Linked DNA regions of Dromaius novaehollandiae: region 2 is linked to region 1. Evidence: chromatin contacts called from public Hi-C data. All regions are on one chromosome and are shown on one strand. The core of a region is the stretch at or near the end of the contact, and the rest is flanking DNA. Distances in the headings are between cores, read along the strand shown.

Region 1 (6,804 bases), core at 1,657-4,156:
TTTTTGAAAATATGCATTTGACAGCAGGAGACTGCAAAGAATACTCTGATGTCTAGGAGTCCAAGTGGGAAGAGGGTTGACCCAGTAATAACTGCAAGGTTCAGCACAACTTCTGGCATGTCAATTAGTAATGTCAATGCAATGGGTCAGAGTGCCTCTCCCAGAGAAGAAAGCTGCATATAGAAGAAGCTAGAAGAAGGGATGGTTGGGCAGCTTGGGCTATGGCAGGAACCAGAGTGACACTACAGCACCAGGGCTGTAACAGGAGCTGGCAGGCTTTACCAGCACCACACCCCTTCCACCTAGATGTGAGAAGTCTCATCCTTGTACTGCCTACTGCAGCTTACAGAGAAGAAATGGCTTGTATTTCTGGAAGCCCCAGGAGTTCGCTGTGTATCCAACTCCAGGACTCTGTCTTTTGAGAGCCCTGCGGATTAGGACACAGCTCCAATGCATGGAAGAACGGTGAATTGGTTTCTGGTAGTGAAGCAATCTGAATTCATGAAGGTATCTCTACTCATTCTTCAGCATGCCATGATAGAGACACCTTGAGGTATTCATATTCTGGAGTAAATCTTCATACATTGACTAATCAGGGAGTAATGACACATAGGTGAGCCCTGTAACAGAGCATAATCTTAAACCAGATTAAAAATTCAGCACCAAATTTAACACCAAGCAAGTGGGCATAGAGCAAGCAGTCTGGGAGTTTCAATGTATCCAAGAACAGAGCCCAGCTTTCCAGATGCAGGATATCATAACCAGGCTGTGAACCAGAAGTCCCCAGAAACAGTGATTCTGCAGAAATGTCAATGCCAGGGCAAATACAACTTGTAATACCTATCCAAGACCACTCAATGCTACATTTGAAGCAGAGGAGCCTCTTCGTTGCCATCCCAACTGCTTGCATTGCCAGCCAGGGCAAGTGAGCAGTAGCCTTGGCTCATTCAGAGGAAAGACCAGGAGACCTAGGGATGAACAGACACCAAATTACTTACTTTTCAGAAATTAACATTGTGTTCTGCTCCTCACAAGATAACGGGTGCTGCTGCCTGGACACGGGGAGAGAGACTGGACCCCCTTCACATCCCAATTTCTTTATAAAGGCGATGGCGACTGTGCCTGTTTTGTGCACCAGATCCTTGGCTGTGGGACCCTGAAAACTTGGGTCTTTTGTGCAGGATGGTGAATGCATGAGCACTGGGCTTGGAGCTCACCTGGATGCTACTTGCCACAGCACAGTTACCTCCTGCAATAGGACAGTATCAGAGTTTCCTTTTCAGTGGGATTCTTTGTAGCATAAATAAGCCAGAGTCCTTTTACCCCCCTACAGCTTGTGGCATCATCTCCAAGCAATTTCCATGCCACTTTCTCTTTCCTTTCTGTTTCAGAGGCTTCCCCAACTTCACTTCCAAGCCTTTCTGGTAGACACGGTACAGAAAGAGGTCCCTGCCTCGTGGAGCACCCAAAGTGGCCCAGAGAGTTCATGGCCATACTCAGTGCTCACAATAGTTGCCCTCCCAAGGACATGTGTCCCTTATCCCAGTTCCCTGAGTGCTGCTCCCTGAATGCTCCTCAGGAAATAGGGTGAATATTGGCATACCAAGCTGCAGTGATCCCCCCACATGGGCGCCAAGTTGCAGGAGCTCAATCTGCTACTGAAGCAGCTCCCAGTAACAGTGCAATAATAGTTACCCTGGTGACATTAACTGCTGGAGGCAATGAATGCCTCCCCCAACAAGTAATGGAGGATGTTTTGGTAAACCTTCTCCAAGCCAATGGCATAGAGATAAGTTTTTAACATTGTTTCTGTATGTCACACTTCTATCGTGTGGGAGCAGAAAAACCAAAATCATTAGCAAAAATGGAGCCTTGGAAGTCACCTGAATGCTTCATTTTGAAAGGAGTCTGGCAGGGAACTGGAAAAAGTGGTTGCACAATTTCCTAGAAGCAAATAATACTCAGAAAACCCTATCAGACTAATACTCTTCTCCCAGCTCGAGACTGGCAGCATGTTCCAGGGAGAGAAGGAAGGCAAACTGCTGGGCAAAAACATTGAAAATTCCAAGTTGTTGCTGAGGTTAACAGGTAATTCGGGAAAGATTTGGTTTCTCATACGGGACTGCTGCTAGGCAGGCTGTCTGCCGTTACGTAACAGGCCTGCAGAATACTAAACCTTATGAATATGATCTTACCAGATGGCCTGATTAGATCCTAAATTACTTGTGGGGTAACTGCTAAGCAGGTCAGAGCAGAAGTTACTGCAAGAAATAGGCTTGACTTTGTGCGGAAGGGTGCAGGCTGAAAACCACGCTGCTCCAGTGAAAACGCCAGCTGCTCACGAAAGAGCAGCCTGTTTCGGACGCCTGCCCAGGCACGAACACTGAACGGGTGAGTGCACACTGCTTCCTCCTCCTCCTCTCCTTAGGACACCGAAATTCCCTGAGGATTTGAGCTTGCCGGGTAGCTTTATCCAGAATTGCAGCCCTGAAAGACACGGCAGCGCTGTAGATACAGCAGTAAATGCGATGAATCCCACCATCCAGAGACAGTGGGGAACATTTGCGAATTAACTAAGCCAACAGCCCTGTTTTTCAGCACGTTGGGTTGAAGGCGTTTTATAACGACGTTGCTGCGATTCAGGAGAAGCAAAGCTTGTGAAGAGAGGCGATACCTTTCAGCCAGCCAGCTGACAGAATTGGGGGGGGGGGGGGAGGAACCAGCCAAATTTCCAGGCAGAGCAGCCCTTCACGAGGGCGCTGCGCCCCAGCAGCCGCTCAGACCTTCCAGCCCCGGAGCCGGGCAGCAGCCGCAGGCCGGTGCCGCCGCCGCCGCCGCCGCCGCCGCCGCCGCCGCCGCCCCGCCGCAGTGAGGCCGGGCCGGGCGGATCCGGCGTCGCGGGGAGGTGCCGCCGCCCGGACCCGCCCCCGGGCCGCCCCCGCGGAGGCCGGCGGGCGGCGGCGGCGATGGCTGCGGCGGCGGGGGGCCGGGTGCTCTGCCTCTTCGACGTGGACGGGACCCTCACGCCGGCGCGGCAGGTACCGCGGGCAGCGGGGGGGCGGCCGCCGAAGCCCCCCCTCCGCCGCCGCCGGGCTCCGCGGGGGTGCAGCGGGGCGGCGGGGATGGGGGAGAGCTGCAGCGCGGGGGTCACCCACCAGCAAAGGCCTTTTTCTCCAGGGGATGGAGAAGCGAAGCGGCGGCGCTCTCTTTTTTTAATTCATTTATTTTCATTTTCATTTTTTCGTCTTTGCGCGGCCCTTGCGCTCGGCTCCCACCCCACAGGCTGGCCCGGTGTGGGGCACGAGGAGCCCGGGCGCCCCATCGCTTCACCAGCCCGGGGCGTGCAGGGGCAGCTGCCCTCCTGCCCCGTGTCTTTCCGACCTGGGGCACTCGATGGCCCATCCCCGTGGGAAGGTGCCCCATCACACTCTTGCCCTGGTTTCTGAGCTCTGGGCTGCCCAGGGGCCGGGGGGGGGGGGGGGGGGTCATGTTTGCCTGCTCCCCGCCGCGCTTGGAGTGGCATGGGGCACGGCCCGCCGGTGAGCAGGAAGGTCAGGTACCAATATCCGCCCGCAGGGAGGAAGACGCGGAGGACCGCAGGGGCGCTGGCACATCCGTAAAATGCCCCACGTGGGGGTTCCTCTTTCCTCCTCCTCCTCTGCTGCCTGTGCACCCCATCTCCCTCCCCCCATGCGTCCAGCCCCCCGCGCTCCTAGCCCGACAGCGAGGTGCGGGCCGGCCTGCCGCCCCGGCCAAGTGCAGCGCTGCGGGAGCCAAGTCGGCAGGGTCCTGCCTGCGTGTGGGAGCCGCTTCTGGCCCCAGCCGCATCCCGTTCATGGAGGCTGCTACAGACAGACGGATGGAGAAAGCAAGGGGCTGTCGTTTCGCTTGGCCCCAAGGGTGTTTGGGGAAGGGGGGAAAGGACAGACACCGCTGCCACCAGTGCTGGGGCCGTCTGCGGTGGCTCTGCTGCGGGCCGCTCTGGGGCCCGTGGCTCATCTGCTCTCCCAGTTGTGATCTAACCTGCCATTTTTCCTTCCTCCCCTCCAGAAAATTGAACCAGAAGTGGACCAGTTCCTGCAGGAGCTGCGCGAGAGAGTCAAGATCGGGGTGGTGGGAGGCTCCGACTACTCCAAGATAGCTGAGCAGCTGGGCGAGGGCAACGAAGGTGAGACACCAAGGGCACCGGAGGCAGGGAGCAGCCGCCAGCGGACGAGGGGAGGGTGGTGGGCAGACGCCGAGGCCATGTTTTATAGCCTCTGGGACTTCCTGTACCACGGCACAGGGGGCCTAGGGATTGCGTACATCCAAAATCAACAAGCCGCCTCTGAGCCTGTCTTCATGGCCGTTGCCCTTTGGCCGCTGGTGGTGCCCAAGGAGCCACGGAGCCGCTGTTCAAAGGCTAACGGCTGCTGAGAGCAGGCTGCCTGGCGGACTGGGAGTGCTGCTACCCCCCTTCAGGTCTGGTGCTGGGCCCGATCCAGGGCCACAGCAGCTGCAAGAACAGCTGGGATCTTCTCGGCTCCTGCAGCTCCTGCCTTTAGCAATCAAGAGCCCGTTGTGAATTTTGCCCCCTCCCACACCCCCGCTCGCTCCCTGTCGCCCTGCGAGCTACTCGGCTGCGTGCCCTTTGGTGGCGGGGGTCTCTGATGAGTTCCCGGTTAAGCTCCAAGCCGGAACAGATGGAAAGTGACGGTGCCCAAGCTGTTCACCCGCGGTGCTGTGGACCAGGTGGCCCTGAGCAGCGGTGGGCAGGGGATGAGCCGCGAGTGCTACCTGGGCAAAGCAAATGGGGATGGGAGGTAGAGGAGGGACTGAGAGAGGAAAGCAGGTAGCCTGTCTCTCTCTGCCTTGTTTTCCCTCTGCAATATCAGTGTCAAACACATGGTTGGGTACTAAGGTCTCTCTTCTGCCTCATTAGCCAAGAGAGGCCACACTGTGAAGTAATTCACGGCTCAAGGGAGCATGAGATTAATTGCTGAGTCGGCAGCCCCAGGAGGGACCGGAGCTAGATAAGCAGTAACTACTTCACGGGAATATCCTGGCAGTGGGGAAGGGAAGAGAGGGAGCAGAAGGACATGCGCACGGTGGAAAGCCTGATGTTTTGGAGCTCTTATCTCAGTTTTGCCACTGATTCAGTCTGTGACCTCAGTCAGGTCGCTTCCCCCTTCCTCCCTCAGCATCCCACCCAGGAGCTGAAGATAATGTCCCTCCCTGCTGTGCAGGGAGCGGTGAGGGATGGTGCTCGTTTGCTGAGCACCAGGAGATGAGAAGTGTGGTGCTAAGGATTATGGAGAAAGGCTCCCTGGGTCCTGAATACAGGCAGCTTTTCTCTTTCCATGTGGCTCCTCTTCCTAGGCAAAGGCTAAAGCAGTACCAATCTTTTTCTTCTTTATTTCCTCCCCTCCAGTCATCAATAAATTTGACTACGTCTTTGCCGAGAATGGTACTGTGCAATACAAGAACGGGCAGCTGGTCTCCAAGCAGGTAGGCCCAGCAGCTCTTGGAAACACAGCTCTCCTTCTCCATCCCTGTGCGTCCCGTGAGCACCATGGGGAGCAGTGTCCGGTCCCATTCAGAAGGGCAACCTCTTCTGTTCCCTCCAGCAGCCAGGTTTGACTGTCCCCCTCCTCCTATTCATGTTCTTGGGTTTGAGCAAGGCCTGGAGCCTGCAATCCCCCACAAGTAACGCGGCTGTTGACTGTCATGGGGCTCACATGTTTTATGGCTGAGACAGCCAGGACCACCGCGGCTGTGGCAGCTGCTTAGCCCCAGGAGAGGCTGTGTGGCTGATGCTCTCCCGGGGCAGAAGAGCCAAACAGGCCGGAAAAAAGAACTGTTCCTGCTGTCTTGAGCTCCCCTCGCTGCATACTGTCCACATTGGGTAGAAAAGCCTAGTCCAGAAAGGCTTTGCCATTTTCTTGAGGGCCTCTCTTCCTGACAAGTTAGCAGGAACCTGGGCTTCATGTGTCCTCTAGCTTCTTCCTCACTCCCCCTTCTCCTCCCTAGGCCATTCAGGACCACCTGGGAGAAGAGTTGCTGCAGGATCTAATCAACTTCTGTCTCAACTACATGGCTTTGCTGAAGCTGCCCAAGAAACGGTAAAGGCTCGGGCCTGCACAAAAGGGAGTTGTGTCACTGATTTCTAAGGGACTCAAGCCTTCAGAGCCCTCTTAAGAACAGCTGGGCTACTGAGCTTGTCTTTGCTCCAGGTCTGGCAGGTTTTATCTTAGTATCTAGAGGCGCTATATAGGCTCGCTGTCCCACCAAGCTGAGTAGTGTGGGCAAACCATGTCTTTGGTCTGGAGAGTTTGTGCTGTTTGTTAGCATAAGGCCTGCTCTTTCCTCCCTCAGATTTTCTTCCCTCAGAAGCAGGATATGGCCACTGCCTGCATCTGTTTTAAGACAATGGTAACAGCTTGTTCCTGGTCAGAGCATCAGGCATGAGTGGTTGTGTGGGGCTCCAGACAGACAAAGGATAAGAGGGCTGAAGTCCTCAGATGGGAAGTCCAGAGGCTGAGCGCATGGTTTCACACTGCATCTAACCCAGTGTCACTTCAAGCCACTGGTAACAGGGCTGGCCCTGCTCTGCTCCCAACCATGTGCTCCTGTTTGCTTCCCTGGCATCGGATCCAGCATCACAGGGTGAGGTTGTTCACCTGGCCTGAAGGAAAACCAGTCCACCATGAGGAAAGAAAAGGATAGTTTCCCATTGGATCAGCTTGTCCTGTTACCACACTGTTGCTAGATCCAGCAGAAACAAGGGAGAGGGGACAGATGGCATGGACATGGAAGGGGAGAGCA
Region 2 (7,453 bases), core at 1,235-3,734, 110 kb after region 1:
TCAGTGTGTTGCACCCTGTTTAGGTTACATGCTATTAATCTTCTGCTTTAGAGTCCTCCTGAACTTGAAGAAGCGAGGCGGAGGTCACCTCTTTTCCTGTCTCAATTGTGATCCCCAATTTGGGTTTTGAGGAAATTCTTCCATTTCCTTCAACCCTGTGGCCTCTGTGGCCAGGGCTAGCCATGGGGTTGGGGTGGGGCAGGGAGGAGGAATGGGGCCCTCCCGTTGCTATTAGTCAAGCTTTGGGTGTGTTGGTTTGTTTTGCTCACAGGCTCAAGATGAAACCAGCTGTAGGGTCAGGAAGGCACTTCCCTCAGGCTTGGTGTGTAGGGGCTACCTGTGGAGTTTTAGTTGACAGTGTTGTTCACTGGGGGAATGCGGTTCTTTTCTTCTGAGACCCTTTGGCTACATTTCCCTTCTTGCAGGAAACAGGGCCACTGGAGACACCTTTGCTCTTCCCCGCTTGCGCCCCATGACACATTCATATCTTTAGGCTTTTCCAGCTACTGAGCTTTATCATGGGAGTGATAGGGTGCTTTCATGTTAAGGTGGTCAGGGGCCTGTGGAGAGTATGTTCCCTGGATGTTCCCTGGATGTTCCCTCTTGGGCACTATGCTACGGTGTGTGCAGAGCTGAAGGACAGGATTCAAAGTCCCAAGCCTATGCTTCCATGTGGCATAGAGCCCACATTACCAACGGAGACAAGGCTGTCCTCACAATTGTGACCAGAGAGAGACTGCGTGCCAGCTATTTTTGCCTGCTCTGATTACACCTCAGTGCCACAGATAGCTGGGTAAAACCCTAGGCAGAGCTATCATGAAGTGGGATCCTGGATTAGAACTGCAAAGGGGTCAATTCAGAAGGCTGTGGAAAGGTGTCAGAGGACAGCAGGTCCCATAGGCCGTTAAGGCTGCCTCCTCCGGCCTTAGACCTTCTAAAGGTCAATTCCAGGCCATGAATGTGTGCCACGCAGATCCCTCTGTGAGTCTTGATCCCTGCCCCACATCTGGCCCTCACCTAAGCCTAGCCATTTTCTTCCTCTGTTGTGCCATATAGCCCCATTGCAGAGGCCATCTGGTTTGCTGTCAGGCTGCACAGACCAGCAGGGAGTGGTTGCACAGAGCTGCATGGAAAGCTGAATAGCTGGGCCAGCATCAACAGCCCCTAAGCCCTGCTCAGAGCGCCCGCCCATTTACCATCCACCCATCTGCAATGTCCCATCAGAGCACACACCCAGCTTCAAAAGGCTCTGGCTCTGCCTTCTAGTCCTTGTAAGGGCCCTGAGAGCACACCCTCCCCTCCTGGAGGTTTGGTTGCCTGGGGCTCAGGGCCAACACAGGGATAGTGTAGCTGACGGCTGCCCCCCCCCCCCCTTCCATTGGTGACCTTGGAGAGAGCACTCCCAGATAGCTCTGCAGGGATCCCTCAGCCAGGGCTGGTCCCTCTTCTCACAGGAGCTACTTTCAAGCTGAGGCTCTAGGGCCTGGTGATCACTGGGCTATGTCTAACCCTGCTTACTGTCACTGGGCCAGTTCCTGACCCTGGCTCGCTCATTTGCCTTTCCGGCAAGTCCAGCTGGCTTGACCTTGAACCTCTCTCATCACCATGGACTTGTCTGGTGAGCTGGACTCTTGGTTGACCCTGGCTGCAACCCTGGGCCTGCCCTGCTCTTCTCACTGGGGTACTGCGGTGCTGGGTGCTGGCTGGTGAGGCCCCAGCCCAGCCAGTGTTGTTGCCAAACACGGCTCCTGGCTCCCCGTCCCATAGGGAGCAGCCAGCCCTCGCTGTGCCCTGACAGTCCTGGCTTGGGCAAGGCGAGATATAAGGTCAAGGCCACAGACTGCCTACCTGTCCCTGGACAAGCCACTGGACAAGTCTGCCTGAACTTCTGTGCCCCAGCTGTAAAACTGGGGTGACAACACTTCCCTGATTGCCAAGGGCATTGGGATAATTTACGGTGGAGAAACGATGGGGTGCTGTGATACAGCAGCGGCAGAAGACAGTGGAGTACAGTGAATTTTCTGTTTTACCCAAGCCCTTTCTGGGCCTCTCCAAGATAAAGAATGTGCTGACTGCTGTGATGGGCCCGAGCTTGCCCCTGTGAGCAGTGACAGGGCTGTGAAACTTGCACACACGCTGGGTGGATCCAGCTCGCACTCTGTGTAAATACTTGTGGGAGCAAATACAAAAAGAAAAGGTTTTAAGGTGCCAACTGCAGCCGCGCCCCAGGCTCCAGCCCCTGCCAGAGGAGAGGTGCACATGCCACCTGGCCTACTGCCAAAGCACGGGGGCTTCAAGTCTCTGGCGAGACAGCGATCCGAGGGGCTTTGCGATGAGGAATCAACCCCCGTCCCAAGCCCCACGGCGGAGACGCGGGGACCGGAGCGGGCTGAACGGAGGCGCTTCCTGCCTCTCAGCCCCGGCCGCCGCCGTCCCGCAGAGCCGGGGCGCCGGGGCGGGGCGGCCGCTGCGGCGCGGGGGCGGGGCGGCGCTCTGGGCCGCGCTGCCGCAGCGCCGCCGCGCGGGCCGCCGTTGGAAGGGCGCCGCCTCGCAGCTCTAACCGCCATTTGGGGCGGCTCCGGGGGCCCTGCGGGCTCTCCGCGGCCATTTGGGGTTTCTCGCGGCGGGGGTGTTTGCGGGCTCGCTTCGGGGGCGAGGGCAGCGTGGCCCCCGGGGCGGGGGGGAGAGGAGGGGAGGCTGCCCCGGGGTGCGTCCCGGCTTCATCGGTTGCCCCCGACACACCACGTGCAATGGCCGCGCTGGCAGGACGGCAGCTGCAGCCCCCGCCATCCCCGTGAGGTGCTGGTCTAGCAGGGCCTGGGCAGCCTGGCAGAGGCAGCAATGCCCTCAGCGTGGCATGAGGAATGGCGAGGCAGAGGTGCTGCTCTACACCTCAAAGTGACTTTGTGCTTTTGGTCAGTGGGCAACTCCCCTCCTCCGTGGGGAAGCAGGGAGCCAGGTGGGACGGACACTCATCGCCAGGGCTTTGACAACCTGCTCGAGATGAAAAGCACCGCAGAGCCTGGGGACGGGCTGTAGGGCCTTGGCCGTGTTGGGGCTTCACAAATACTGGCTGAGCTCAGGTGTTGGGTGCGCACAAGGACACTCTGCTTGTTCAGAAGCGCAGTTCTTCCTGTTTCAGCATTTCTGCTGCCTTCTGCTAGAGTTAAGTCAGGTCACACCATGCAGGCACTGAAAGGCAGGCAGCAGCACTTGAGTTAAATTTCTTGCTGTGGCAGCTGTGAGGCTGCACCCAAGCCTCCACTTTCCTATTGGAGGGGTGAATAAGTAACACTTCTGCAGTCACTAACTAAGGTCAATTAAAATTTAGAGTAAATAGAAAAAGTGTGTACATGTAGATATGTGCACAGCTAGATACACATCCCTACCAAAACCTTTTGTGTTCTTCACCCTACAGCCTATACTACTGTGGGAATGTGTGTGGGGACCCTCTTCCCCAGTAGCCTTGGGCCTGCTTTCATGGAGAGCAGGGCTGAACCCCTCTAAGATATTAACTCAGTGAGACAAGGGCAGTTTTGGTGGGCAGGGTTTCTTTGTGCCGTGCTTGCAAAGGAAGGTGCAAATGTGCACATGATGAGAGTGTGCCGCACAATGGGCCCTGGTGCTGAGGCAGGCCTCCAGGCACAACTCCAACACCAACAGCAATGAATCATTATGAGCAACCACACATTTCTTCCCAGTTACATGTAAGTATTGAGGCTAGGATTAAATGGGGAGTAAAACTAAAAGGATTTGAAACTTCTCTCCTTCCTCATTAGCACGCCACATGCATATTGTGCATATACCCTTAGGTCTCAAGATGCAAGTGACTTTGGGCAGTCCAGGGCTACGTGTACCTCTGTGAGCTGCAGCTAGCAAACAAGCAGCTATGTTGTGCCTATACTGAAAGGAGAACAGGCCTCCAGCTGCTGAGGCCATAGCTTTTCATTGTGTTTTTTTTTTAATCCCCACTCAGGACTCAAAGACCATGTTTCCTAAGGACCTCTGGCCATAGGAATAAGCAATCAAGGGATTCCTGTGCTGTTCAGCTGTGACAGTGTAAGCACAAAACATTTTTTCTCAAACTTAGCAACTGCAAAGGGCCTAACCCTCCAGCAGAGCTGCTCAAAGAAGTGCCCCACACAGACATCTGGTCCCCAGCCACTTGGGAAGTCTGGGAAGGAGGAAGGGACCAGTGGGTCAAGTCTTTGGGGGCAGCAACTGCTACCTGCTGTGCTCTGCAAGCAGGGCCCCAATTTGAGGGAGCAGGTTGGTACCTTGGCATGGTGGGTACTAAGCAGATTGCTTCTCTCCCAGGCAGTAGGACATCCAGGTGGGTCACCACGCCACAGCATTGTTTCTTACGGGCAAATAGTAGGAGTGTCTTCATCCCTGAGGTCATGGCATGGCTCTGCTGTCATCTCTACCAGGAAAGGTAACAGCAAGGGAATCTTAAAACATGTCTCAGGCCTGGCCTTTTTGGACAACTACCTAGGAGATGCTTGAGTGACTGACTACTCCAAGCTCTGGTTCTTCCCTGATGCTACTGAAGACTTATCTATACCTGCAGTGCAGAGTTTGCAGTGGGGCAGTGCACATGCATAATCTATTGGCCCCCTGGTTGAAGAGTCTCCTGACTTGGCACAGGCAGCAGCCACACTGCCGCATGGATCTCACACAAAGGCTTGATGTCCTAGGGGTCAAGCAGGCCTGGGTTGCTGAGCTTGCTCTCGCAAGCTGGAGGCAAAGTTCAGGATTAAAACATTCAGGGGCCAATTTTGACCTTAAATGTGATCAAGCACAAGAGGGAAAAGGTGCATGAACTCGCCTCTTGCCACATCTGGAATAGTGCCAGCATCTGTCTTCTGCTCTGTCAGCCTTTTCTGTCTCCTCCCCTTTCAAAAGGGAAGAAGGTTGGGCCCAGTTTGCCCTTTCACTGATACTTCCCGGATTCACCCTGCCCACACCTACACACCTTTCCCCAAACTAAACTGCAAACTTTTGGCTTGATCTTGGCAGGAACCCCCCACATTTGGTTCCCTCCCAGTTTCCTCCCCGTGCCCTTTCATCCCTCAGAAGCTTGCTCAGGTCTCAGGGCACAGCACATGGACATGCTTGGTCTCCCTTCCCACCTCACCTCCCAACATCACAAGCTGGGCTTCTGGGGCAGAGCAAAAGACTTTCTCTCGCTCTGAGGCCTCTGTGCAGCTGTAGCTCTTTGGACCTACTGTGTCTGCTGTTCTGGGCAGGAGAGAGGCTTTGGTGTCATACTGCAGCCAGAGATTATGCTGGTGGTGGATATGGAATATATATACACAGTGTCCAGTAATGTGCCTGGTACATCCAGGAGCTGGGACTCCCCTGTTGTGTGACGTGCTGCTTCCCCAGGTGCATAATAGACTTCCTTCTAGCATCGCACATCAGGAGAGAAGATACTAGCCTGCTCCTTAGTTGCCTCTGTTCCTTCTTGCTTCTTGAACAGTCACACAGAGCTACGAGGCCATAGGATGGCTGAAGGGGAACTCAGGGTCAACTGGAACTTGAAATCACTTTTGCAAAGTAGTCACCCCATGGATTTAGCCCCTCCCCAGCTATAAGAAAATGGTATCATTTGAAAGCCACATAAGATACTTAAGATCTTTCCTCAATGGCCATGTGTTGCCAACAATCAGAACCAACAGCAAACAGAAATCCCCAGAAAAGCTTAGTGGATGCAACTCTTGCACATCTCTTAGCAAAGCATTTCCAGTTGACACTACAAATTATGACAAAACAAGTAGGTGCCAGATCCTTTCCCCACCCATTAGCAGATCTAGCAGAGACAAGAGGAGCAAAAAGGAGCACAAATGTATTTAAGGTCTTGAAGTCAGCAGAGTCACCCCAACACACGACAGGAAGGAGATTGAGTAAGAGGATGCTATTTTTTCTACTGCTGTTCTTCAGATCACTACTGCCTGCAAATAGGAGACGAAACTAGTAATGTAGAGAGCATAGTTGGCACATTTATAAACTCCCTCCCTGCCCCCAAAAGAAAACATAATCTCCTAAAAAGAAGGAGCTGTATAATAGACATTATGCTGCTGCCAGCTGCCATTCTACTGAGAACAGATATCAAATACACTCCACTCTGATTCTAGTGTTAAGGCCATACATTTTTATATCCACTCAGTTTCTACTGCAATTCCTTGTTTTGGCCATGGCATGTCCTTTGCTGTCAGTACAAAGTATAGGTCAGGCCCCTCCCTCTAAATAGGTAGATTTCTAGCTTATGTACACATATTGCCTGGGTCGCTATCCATCAGAATCAGAAACCCAATTTTTCCTCCTTTTCTTCCTACTTAGAATTTTCTTTTTTATTCCCCCCCCCCATCATTGATCATACAGGATACCTCTACAAAAGCAAAGAGCCAACAAAACTTACTTTACTAAAATATCACTGATCTCATTTTGAGAGCATGCATCTCAGGTTGAAATATCTTGAATTGCAAGAGGTCTAGGAAACAAACATCTTTCCCCCCAAAAGCTGTCTTTTTCAAGTCAGACAGTCAGTATATGAGAGGCATTTCTTATCACACTGATCTAGCCTGGGATCTTCACCAACCAGCTCTTTAAGAGAAAAAAAAGTCTAGGTTAAAAAGGATGGAAAGGGAGGGAGAAAGCTGCCCTCACTGTGTAAACTTGTGTTCTAAATTCTGCTTCTTCCCCAAAAAGAATGACAACTAAATTCTGATTATTTTGCAGCTGTCAGGCCCAAAGTAACAAACAAAGCAAGGACTGAGTTTCTGGCACTGACTATTGGTTTTCAGTATTCCCTACCCCCATTTGAAAGAGCTTGACCTAGAGTCATTAGAGGACATTAATAATGCAAAAGCTTGCAATGGTTTCCAAATCAGTTGATTCAGAAAGTAAAAATGAGTAACTGTGCACCTGTTACCTGCGCAGTTAGTTAACACACAGGAAATGCACAGCAAGTACCTAATTCTGGAAGGTGACCAGCTGCTTTAATTTCTACCAACTTGAATGCAATTTGCAGGTATAATGCTGGCAGTGATGTGTACAGCACACAGTATGCTGTCTAGACAATAAAGTTACTGGATCTCTGCATAGTGGAATATAAATTTTATTTCTTAAAAAGAAAGGGTACTAACAGAATTTAATACACTAAAAATTTTACATTTTAAACAAAAGCGTTTTTAAAAAAAATTACGAGCAGAGAAGTGAGAGGATTTAAACTACTCACAAAATCCAAGCTGTTTTTGAAGACGTTGAGAATTCGAATCCGTGGTTTATACATTTGAAAAAGCGTAAGAAATGGAAATACAAAATAATACCAATTCTGCAGCACTGAAATGCCCTTTCCCCATTAGACTGCTGCTTAAGCACCTTTATTTTCACCCATCAGCTGCCCGGAGTGTGTAGATTTATGTGCAAAACGAGCTGTTTGGGATAAAGG

The links. Hi-C and Micro-C count contacts between places; a contact is called where the count stands out from the background.
Region 2: a Hi-C map of brain shows a contact between it and region 1, with 2.2 times the contacts expected there. The contact joins the enhancer-like site here to the promoter of PMM1 in region 1. A contact is called at or near these places in 2 of 4 Hi-C or Micro-C datasets (blood and brain).

What each region holds. Positions count from the first base shown.
Region 1 is chr1:51,988,968-51,995,771 of bDroNov1.hap1, forward strand. It overlaps PMM1 (phosphomannomutase 1), which reads left to right and starts at 2,907. Exons shown (of 8, transcript XM_064511831.1): 1 at 2,907-3,038; 2 at 4,051-4,168; 3 at 5,411-5,487; 4 at 6,010-6,101. The coding sequence starts at 2,967.
Region 2 is chr1:52,095,742-52,103,194 of bDroNov1.hap1, forward strand. TEF (TEF transcription factor, PAR bZIP family member) reads right to left here. Exons shown (of 5, transcript XM_026101486.2): 5 at 7,101-7,453. Among named protein-coding and RNA genes, the nearest start is that of TEF, 27 kb to the right of the region's middle. Within about 2 kb of position 2,485, at least 1 of the 2 cell types and tissues checked has open chromatin away from gene starts, as enhancers often do.